2 separate regions of the Arabidopsis thaliana genome follow, and region 1 is linked to region 2. A link is a contact called in public targeted proximity ligation data. All regions are on one chromosome and are shown on one strand. The core of a region is the stretch at or near the end of the contact, and the rest is flanking DNA. Distances in the headings are between cores, read along the strand shown. Region 1 holds the start of AT3G18760 (Translation elongation factor EF1B/ribosomal protein S6 family protein). Region 2 holds the start of AT3G18620 (DHHC-type zinc finger family protein).

Region 1 (4,512 bases), core at 222-2,721, 51 kb before region 2:
CAGCAATAGATAAGGTAAACGTACTCCACATGTCTTATCTTTTATCTGTTTTCTTGATCATGTGACTTAACGAGTTAAACTGATATTCATTATCCTTCTAGCTGTTTCTTTATGGGAGAGATGACTTTAGAAGACCTTCTGGGGTGAGGCCGTCTTCCAGCAGTTCTCCGCGGATATCATTTTCCCGGAGTTCCAGTAGATCTTTCCAAGACGATTTTGATGATCCTGATTTCCCTTGCCCATTTGATGTTGAGTATGATGATATTACAGATCGGAATAGCAGGTATGGTCTTAAAAACCTTACATATCTCATTTTCTCCTTTCCAATTTATCTACAGCCCAAGCATTTAATATTTTGATTGCTTTAGGTTGTCCTTCTAAGTGGATAGCTATTATATTTCAAAACCAATTGACTTTCTAAATAAGTGATTTACTAATCCTGGCCTCTTATGCTAATCAGTAGGGCTTAAGAAGCTAGTTCATGTTCTTTCTTTCTTTGAGATTTTACAGCCATAAGACCGAAATGGTTACTGTAATGCTTCTGTATCTGTGTAGCTTCGATCAATCTTGGGGTATTCTTGTACTGATCTTTTAAAAAGAAGAAAGAGAACTGTTTAGTAGAGAAACCAAGAAATCGTAACTCTTCTCTATCACTAATATCATGATATATTTGGGGATAATAAGTTAATCATATAATGACTTGAAATGGTTCGTCTCAAGGTTTCTGATTCAGTTCTTGAGACTTTGTTTTGTAACTGTTTCCAGTAGAAGAAACTGATTTTTGGTTTACTGCCTTATTTCAGACCAGGGTCGTTTGACCACAGAGGAGACATACATGAACCATTCGATTCAAGCGGGTCATACCCGAAGAAGTCCCAAGATGCTGCAGTTGGTGCCCTTGTGAGAATGCTGAAGAAAGCGCCACCTCTCAGACAAGATGTCTCTGAATCTTCCAGACCTGAAATTTGCTCGAACAACAACAAACCCGCAGGGGCTCATGAGATAGCAGTAGCGTCTATCACAGCCTCGGGGATTGCTCTGGCCTCAAAGACAACAGCTGATGCTTTGGAAGAGTTGAGGTCTTACAAAGAAATGAAGAATCATTTGTTGCTTGGTCAATCCACATCAAACCCTTCCTCGGTTACTATTACTTCACCCTTTGATGTTTGATGTTTCAGAATCTTGACCCATTTTGGGTTTCGGTTTGTTTTTTTTTTTTTTTTTTTTTCATATAATGTGTGCCTATGTAAATAATATTAAGCTCTCTACTCTTTGGATGATATTGGTCCATGTAAATAAACTTATACCCAGGAAAAAAAGAAAAAAAATTCCATGTAAATAAAATGGTAAACATATGTTAACTACTATTTATAATCATTACAAAGCTTTCATTTGTTGTCAACTAATATGAAAGCTTTCTACAATTTCTTATTTCATTTTCCAAATCAAATTTAAGAACTCTCAGACAAAAATAATATATATAGCAACACGATGTCGTTTTCACTAAAAAAAACTTAACAACACGTCGCCGTTTGGTAATGACCCAATCGGCGAAATCTGAGAAGACTAAAACCCTAAGGTAAACCTGAGAGAACAAGCCAGAGCTAATCTCTTGTCGGAAGGAAGAAGGATCAAAAATGCCGCTCTACGACTGTATGCTTCTGTTCAAGCCTATAATCAGGAAGGAGGGCCTCATCGACCTCGTTGCGCGCATTGGTAAACACGTTTACAGCAGAAATGGCGTCCTCACCGAGATCAAATCCTTTGGCAAGGTCGAATTGGGTTACGGTATTAGAAAGCTCGACGGAAGACACTATCAGGTATTCAATTTCGTTAGTTTTCTTACTGAATCGATGGTTTATGAGTCCGTAGAGTTTGTTTGATCAGGATTTTCTCCAGGCCGATTCAATGGTATTAGCATTTTAGTTTAGGTTTGTGTTAGCTTTGTCTTTTTCATCTTTCTGATCGATTCTTATGGTTAGATAGCTAGATTTTGGGAATTTATACAGTCATTTTACTCAAATGCTTGCTACGACCATGGACTGATACTTCTTTCGCCCAGATTACTTACGCTTAGTTTAACTTTCAGTTGGATTCTTGAAGCAAAATCATCATATTGTTACTAGTAAAGGTTGTTTTTGCGTGATTTTGTCTACCCGATTTATAAAATCCTGATGAGGATAACAGAACAGTAGGATTCTAGAATGGTTCCTATCTTAGTCAATTGTTCAAAGAGCTTGATTTTGCTTTGGATCTTCAGTGTGGAGTTTGATTATTAGTTTGATGCTATAACCGTAGATAGATAAGCAATCTTATTATTAGCATTATGTTTTAGGTTGGCCTTTCGAAAAAGCTTTGTGTCTTGTAACTTTCTGATTGATTCTTATGGTTAAATAGCTGGACTTGGGGGAAATTATGCGGTCTTGTACACAAATACTGGCTACGATCCTGAAGTGATACTTGTTTTGTGATTTCTTACTAGTCACAAACGTTGCGTTTAGTCTATGGTATTTTGTAGATTTTCATTTCCTCGACAGTGTTTCCTTTCGAACTTAAGATTCCAGAAAATCCTGATGAGGGTAATACAACAGCTAGGATTCTAGATAAGTTCTTATCTACTGAATTGTCCAAAGAATTTGATTGTGCTTTGGATCTTCAGTTTGAAATTTGATTACTTGTAAGATAACCTGGTACAAATAATCGCAGCTTTCGCTTATACATTTTCTTCAAACTGTTTCTGTTATTAGACAATTTGGCTATATAGGAACAGAAGGAGAATATATAATTCATACATACCTAGGAAGTAACGGGATACATTTGTTTCGATCAACTATAGATGTAGGATTATCATATGTTTTGAGAGTATCAGTACAAAAGCTTTAAACATCAATCTCCTATGTATTTTTGATAGAATCTGCAGAGAGTGAAAATTGAACATCCACTTTTATTAGCTTTCCTCTCTTACTAATCTGCAGAGTCATGCGTTTGCTAAGTGTTTTCTGCCTTCATATCGGGTGAATGTTTTGCAGGGACAATTGATGCAGATAACAATGATGACAACTCCAAACATGAACAAGGAGCTTCACTACCTGAACAAGGAAGACAAACTGCTGCGCTGGCTCTTAGTTAAACACCGTGACATCAAGATTGGACAGTCGGAAAAGGAAGATAGTCTGACTGTGCCTAACAGACTCACTAGTGGGAGCTTATATGATGGATCCTCCTCGGACGAAGATGACAACAACATTTTAGGGTTATCACGATGAGGAAATCAATTTCTTTGAAATGTTTACTCAGACAATTTCTTCATGGGAGTCCCCTTCAATGGTTATGAATGTTTTTGGTTACATGAAGTGGTGGTATGCGTTTTGCGTAGACAATGAAATAAATTAATTTTATGTAATAATAATTTTTAGGTAAATTGAACTAAATTTCATGTGTTTTATTGTTTTCGCTATTTTCCTAGTGGATATTCAACGTCATCAATTGGGTTGACAACCCCGAATTAAATGCCACGTGTATTGACACGTCATATTTGCATGGGGAGAGCGTTTCTCTGTTTTTAGGACTTGGAAAAATTATCATTTCTAAAAATTAATATTGGGAAAAAAGAAGGAAATTAAAATAGAGGTGGTGGTTCGTAAATGAGCTAAGAACAAACACTTGTTATAATTTCCCGTGTCGCTGCATCTTCTTCTTCATCCATCGATTTCTCTCAATTAGGGTTCTGATTTTTCTTCCCATTGTTGTTCTCCTTCTCCGTTTCGTCTCAATTACAGAACAAAGCTTCGTTTCTCCAGGTATAATCGAAACGTCAGAATCTTATTAATACAAATTTACGCGATTCTGTTGCCTTATACCGTTTTTTTTTTTGAGAGAGAAAATCTTTTAATCGTGTGTTTTCTATGTTCATATGAATGTATGCATTGATGTGAATGTATATGAATGTATACTCATGTATGCATTTTTTTTTTCTCCTCTCAAAATTATGAAATAGTTCATGTCAATTGTTTATACCTGTGTCGAATGTGGATATTTTGACAGAATATAATCTGAGAAGAAGAGTATTGGATTGTTTTTTATAAAAATTATGTCACGATCCTAAATTTTGACGAGCTTTACTTTAATTTTGTTTTTGTTCTGTTTTGTCTTTGTTGTTGATATGAGCTGGATAGTAATCGAAGGTTAAAAAGTTTCACAAAAAATTGGATTTAGAGTTGAATTAGCGTGTGAGTATCTTGTTGTCCTTGAAATTCTTTTTATTTCAAGGTGTTGCACCCAAAAGAATCTAAAGGGTTTCTATGATCGTTCTGTGTTTTTATGGATTTGTTTTCTGTTGTCAACTTTTGCAAGGTTTAAGAAAGAATGGAAGGTACAGATGATGCTTCTGCACTTCAAGAGCCTCCTGACCCCGAAGTGCTCGAAGTTGATCCAACTTTTCGATATATACGGGTATGAAGAGGCTCTTTGGAAATTGGAATGCTATCTTTTTTCTATTTGTTAAGTGTTTTA
Region 2 (4,968 bases), core at 2,099-4,598:
CTCACAGCAGCTCATCCATCTGGTTTGTCGGCGAATAGAGGCTTCTTCGACTGCAGGTTAGCTTAAGCTTAATAAACCTTTTCGTCTCTCCTGCCTATTTACATGCATAATGTAATTATTGCTTCTGTGGTCTGCAAGATATGGCACGACCTGCAGTTATCTGAGTGTTGTGCTTATGTTGTACCAACTGCTGAATATATGTTCTACCTTTGGACAGGCATTTCTCTCGCGCAAACCAGCTACTCGAGGAAATGGGGATTCCTCCCATAGACTGGCAACTTTAACTTGTTAACCGTAGTCTTAAGGCCAAGGCGAAGTGTGATTCATCTCGGGAAGCCTTGTGTTTTTTGCAGTCCTTTTTGGTGAAGAGAGTTTGAAGTTCTTAATAGTTCTAATGTCCCTTTTTTGTGAAATATGTTATCACGGAACCCTAGCATAAGCTGTTGAAGTAGTTGGATCTGAGTATGGCTCAGTAGTGGCAAACTGTCTTTATGTTGTAGTTTTGAAGAGTGGTGGTGTATTATATTTTGTATGGAAAGTGCATGAAAGAAAACCAGAAGCTTTAAGTTCTGTTATCAATGACTCAAGTCACTGGCAAGATCCAAAAAAGATTTATCTATGGAACGCCTTTGATAATGTTATCCTTGAGTTCAAAGGCATGTCAGGGAAACAACAAATTTACAATCTTTAAGCAAAATTTACAGGAGCAGTTGCTCCTATATTCTATGATCATGAATTTTCACAAATGAGGTACAAACTTTGCTAATCTGCATTACCTGTTAGCTCCAAGTACTGTATGATGAATGTTTCTGAATTGACCACAACAAGCTCCAAGTGTAGGAGGAAACAGAAAAAAACATACTTGGCTCACATTCTTCTCTTCTTCTTCTTCTCATGTCTTATGTCTCTTCCTCAAGTTCCTTATGGTTGGCAAGTGCCTTTCAATTGAATGTGGACACCCGAAAAAAGTCAAAAGATTCCGGCAGCTTTTTTCACCATCTTCTTCTGTTCCTTGAGAACTCAAATGGCTCAAGTAAGTCTTGCCTTCATAGATATAGCTAAGCTGTTGCCACAGCAAAACACTTAGCCCAATCGCCACAGAAACACTCGCCACAAAGAGATAGACTAGAACAAGGCTTCGAACAGAGATGAAGACAGCGTTGGCTATGTAAGTAAGACATATATTCTTCACCACTCTCAGAATCGATATACTATTACCATGCGCCACATGGGCCACATCGGATGCATATGCAGCTCCTTTTTCAATAGGTGGCAAGATATGAATCAAGGTATACACACACATAACAGCAGCATAGCTTGTGCTAATGACGGCTGAGATAAGGAATGCTATGAAGTATTTGTGATTACCCGCACCAACACAGTTCCCAATCTGCAAATACAACACAAGGAGAGTCATTAGCATTAAGTCCTTAACCGGTAATTAAGAACACTAATATTTACGGTATTGACAAACAAGTCTAGTATCCGAGGACTCTATGATTGGGGAAGATCAGAGGGTCGTATGAGATAAAATGATGAACAAGGTACAAGTCTAGCATTCCTATCACCACACAACGTAAACTCAAAAAGCCACTCTACATTCAGCCCTTTAAGTAAAAATGATATATGTAATAACTAAAGAGAAACCTGAAAACGCTATGAGACTTACAAAGGGGCAATGGTGATCCATGTCCAATACACACATGCCACACGTGCGGCAGTGATGGGTTCTAGGTGACTTGGGTTTGGAGCAGTAGTTACAAAAGGTATAGTTGTTAAGTGCACCATTCCCTACTCCAGGGTGGGTTCCATAAAGAATATTTGTTGGCTTCCCGGCACATTTAAAAGCAACGAGAATAAATGTTGAGAGCGTTGATATCGCCAGAGTCGCTGTTGTAACAGAATGGAAAATTCCGCAAGCCAAGCTGATCGAAAACAAGACGGGATATGCAGCCCAAATCCCACCACCTGAAGTTTTTTTTATCCAAAAGAGTATTTAGCAGGGAACGAAATATAATTTTCAAAATTATGGTTTACTTATTCAGAGGGACTTACATATCACAAAGAGCATAAAAACTGCAAGAATAACGACAAAACACCGGTCACGGAAACGTCTCAACCCAAAGCTTTTGGTTTCAGGTCTGACTGGATTCTGATTCGTGATTGCACCACACCATCCACACTTAAAAACAGGTGCATATGATGGAAGAACAAGGTTTAGCCCACAGCCCCAACAAATTGCTTCATAATCCTCATTTATGGTTGCAACAAAACTCCCCTAGAGAAAAAAAAAGCAAACAGTTATAAAGCTATTTCACAGTTATCTCTGTTAAACCTATGCTGCAAGAAAACAGTCCCACTATGCAAGGGTCACTCTACTATTAGATGACCACAATGTGTAAACACTAACACAATCCAGCTTCATGATTGCCTACACTGTATTATGTTCTCTTGAACAGTTCTCTACTAGCTACCAATGATTGAGAGGTTAAAACGTTCCCTTTCTTTACCATTCACTAAGCAAGTATTATGAAAAGAGAAAGCTCAAGTAAAAAGGTTTTGCATCACATATATAATGCCAGATTTGATATCAACTTGATCTCCTAAGTCCTAAATCACTAAATCAAGCAAGCATGCTGAAACTGGCCAATAATTTCAAGATACACTAAGGCATAACAAGATGAAATCGTTAAGACTATGTAGTGAAGATGGGTGAGACTAGAGAGAGAAGGATCTACTAACCTGGGAAGAATCTTCCATAGCTGGTTACAAGAAAGGTTTCTTCAGAAGATTTGATGAGAGTTAACAATCACCAACTCAAAGAAAACCAAAAAGCTCTTTTTTTTTGTAATGAAATCAAAAGAATCAACCAAAAACTTGTTTTCCTCTAGCTTTGAATATCCTAAAACAATGGACTACGTGTCAATTTCAGAAGAAACCCCATCCATTCATCTGCTAATCGATGAAACAGGTCTCGCTGAATCATCCGTGAGAATATACTAAATCTCTAATCATGGGCAACGAACAGAACTATCAGCTCCCTCAAAGCTACTCTCTTTACACAAAGATCTGACAGATTGTTTTCGGATCAATCTGAAATTGCTTGACCACGACGACACAAAGCATCAGATTCTTCACAAGTGATTTTGCGTTGACCGTCTTTAACATTCACGAAATAAAATGAGAGCCTCCTCTATTTCTCCCTCTAATTTTAGAAATCAATCTACCGATACCCCACCGTTGGCGAGTGGCGACGGCTATTGCAACAGTAAACACCGGCAAATTTTGATCGGAAGTAATGAAGAAGAGAAGAAGCTTTTGAACACATTGGCGAGAAATGATTAATTCTTAATATTTTGCATATCACTCCCATTATTTTATTCTTTTTTTAATTCCTTCTATAATGTATCTTTTAATCTTATTTTAACCAGCCGTGTAAATGTAAATTTTGACACATGTAAAATTTACAAAACTTGGGAGTCAAGTGTCTAGAGAATCACATTAAATGGTAAGTTATCTTTTGTCCAAAAAAAAAACAAATGGTAAGTTAACATATCGCTTGAAACGTGGACGGTTCAGATTAAGTTTCACATATAAGGAAAAAGGAATATCAAAATAAAAAGACCGACACTTCAATTTCCCAAAAATTCAGAAGCCAATCTCTCTCTACCTATAAATAACAAATCTCCCGTGGAAAAAAGCAAAAACCCTACACGCGAAAACTTTTAAGCTTCTCGTAAACCTAGCTGGTAGCTGCTACACCAGTTTCGCTTGTGATCAGGATCTATGGGCAAGTCTAGTAAGAAATCCGTCACCGAAGTAATCATCTTTCTCCTTCTACTTCTTCTTCTTCTTCTTGTTACTCTTTTGAGTGTGAAGATTATCGAATCTAAAACTCTGTTTTTTCCAGGTTGAAACACCTGCTTCAATGACAAAGCCACTCAAGAAAGGTTCAATTTTCTTCTTTTTGACGATTTAGGATTTTGCTGTTAATTGGAGTATGTTGAACGAGAGTGTTGGAATTAGTTGTGCTTTGTTTCTTTATGCCTTCTCAAGAATTAGGTTCTCAAAACCATATTCTATTTTGAATTTTTCTTAGGTAAGAGAGATGCGGAAGAGGATTTGGACATGCAAGTTACGAAGAAGCAGAAGAAAGAGTTGATTGATGTTGTTCAGAAGGAGAAAGCTGAGAAAACGGTACCTAAGAAGGTAGAGAGTAGCAGTTCTGACGCTTCTGATTCTGATGAAGAGGAGAAGGTGTAGCTTCAATCTCATAGTTTAATTAGTTTAGAGTAATATGACAAAGTTTAGTTATTTTGAGTTTAAGATTGTGTACAATGTTCTGTCTATACTCATCTTGTTCCTCTAATTCTCCTTTTTAGACTAAGGAAACTCCATCTAAGTTGAAGGATGAGTCTTCTTCTGAAGAGGAGGATGACTCTTCTTCAGATGAGGAAATTGCGCCTGCGAAGAAGCGACCAGAACCTATTAAGAAGGCTAAGGTAGAGAGCAGCTCATCTGATGATGATTCTACTTCAGACGAGGTATTAGTTGCTTCTGCATCACTACACGTTATCTCAAGCGTAGAGGAATCTCGTAAGCTTACTTTGCAGTTTGTTTGTTAGGAAACTGCCCCTGTGAAGAAGCAACCAGCAGTCCTTGAGAAGGCTAAGGTAGAGAGCAGCTCATCTGATGATGATTCTTCTTCAGACGAGGTATTAGTTGCTTCTGCATCACTTCACGTTAGCTCAAGCTTAGAGTAATCTCGTAAGCTTACTTTGCAATATTTGTGTGTTAGGAAACTGTCCCTGTGAAGAAGCAACCAGCAGTCCTTGAGAAGGCTAAGATAGAGAGCAGCTCATCTGATGATGATTCTTCTTCAGACGAGGTATGAGTTACTTCATCATTAGTACACGTTAACTCAAGCTTAGATGAATGTCGTAAGCTAACTTTGCAATATTTGTGTGT

What was found.
Region 1: a targeted proximity ligation map of shoot shows a contact between it and region 2, with 10 read pairs. A contact is called at or near these places in 11 of 26 Hi-C or Micro-C datasets (callus, cotyledon, leaf and 4 more), 1 of 2 datasets of targeted methods (shoot) and 1 of 3 other capture datasets (seedling).

Annotation. Positions count from the first base shown.
Region 1 is chr3:6,456,684-6,461,195 of TAIR10.1, reverse strand. It overlaps AT3G18760 (Translation elongation factor EF1B/ribosomal protein S6 family protein), which reads left to right and starts at 1,471. Exons shown (of 2, transcript NM_112762.3): 1 at 1,471-1,820; 2 at 3,030-3,519. The coding sequence starts at 1,638. The coding sequence ends at 3,266. AT3G18770 (Autophagy-related protein 13) reads left to right here. Exons shown (of 4, transcript NM_112763.5): 2 at 1-14; 3 at 102-283; 4 at 804-1,380. The coding sequence ends at 1,170. It overlaps WNK6 (with no lysine (K) kinase 6), which reads left to right and starts at 3,628. Exons shown (of 8, transcript NM_001202999.2): 1 at 3,628-3,800; 2 at 4,354-4,452. The coding sequence starts at 4,366.
Region 2 is chr3:6,406,641-6,411,608 of TAIR10.1, reverse strand. AT3G18620 (DHHC-type zinc finger family protein) reads right to left here and starts at 3,348. Exons shown (of 4, transcript NM_112748.4): 1 at 2,743-3,348; 2 at 2,056-2,278; 3 at 1,670-1,968; 4 at 545-1,390. The coding sequence starts at 2,760. The coding sequence ends at 893. NUC-L2 (nucleolin like 2) reads left to right here and starts at 3,663. Exons shown (of 16, transcript NM_001338347.1): 1 at 3,663-3,819; 2 at 3,911-3,950; 3 at 4,100-4,257; 4 at 4,383-4,544. The coding sequence starts at 3,787. It overlaps UNG (uracil dna glycosylase), which reads left to right. Exons shown (of 7, transcript NM_112749.5): 6 at 1-56; 7 at 218-651. The coding sequence ends at 284.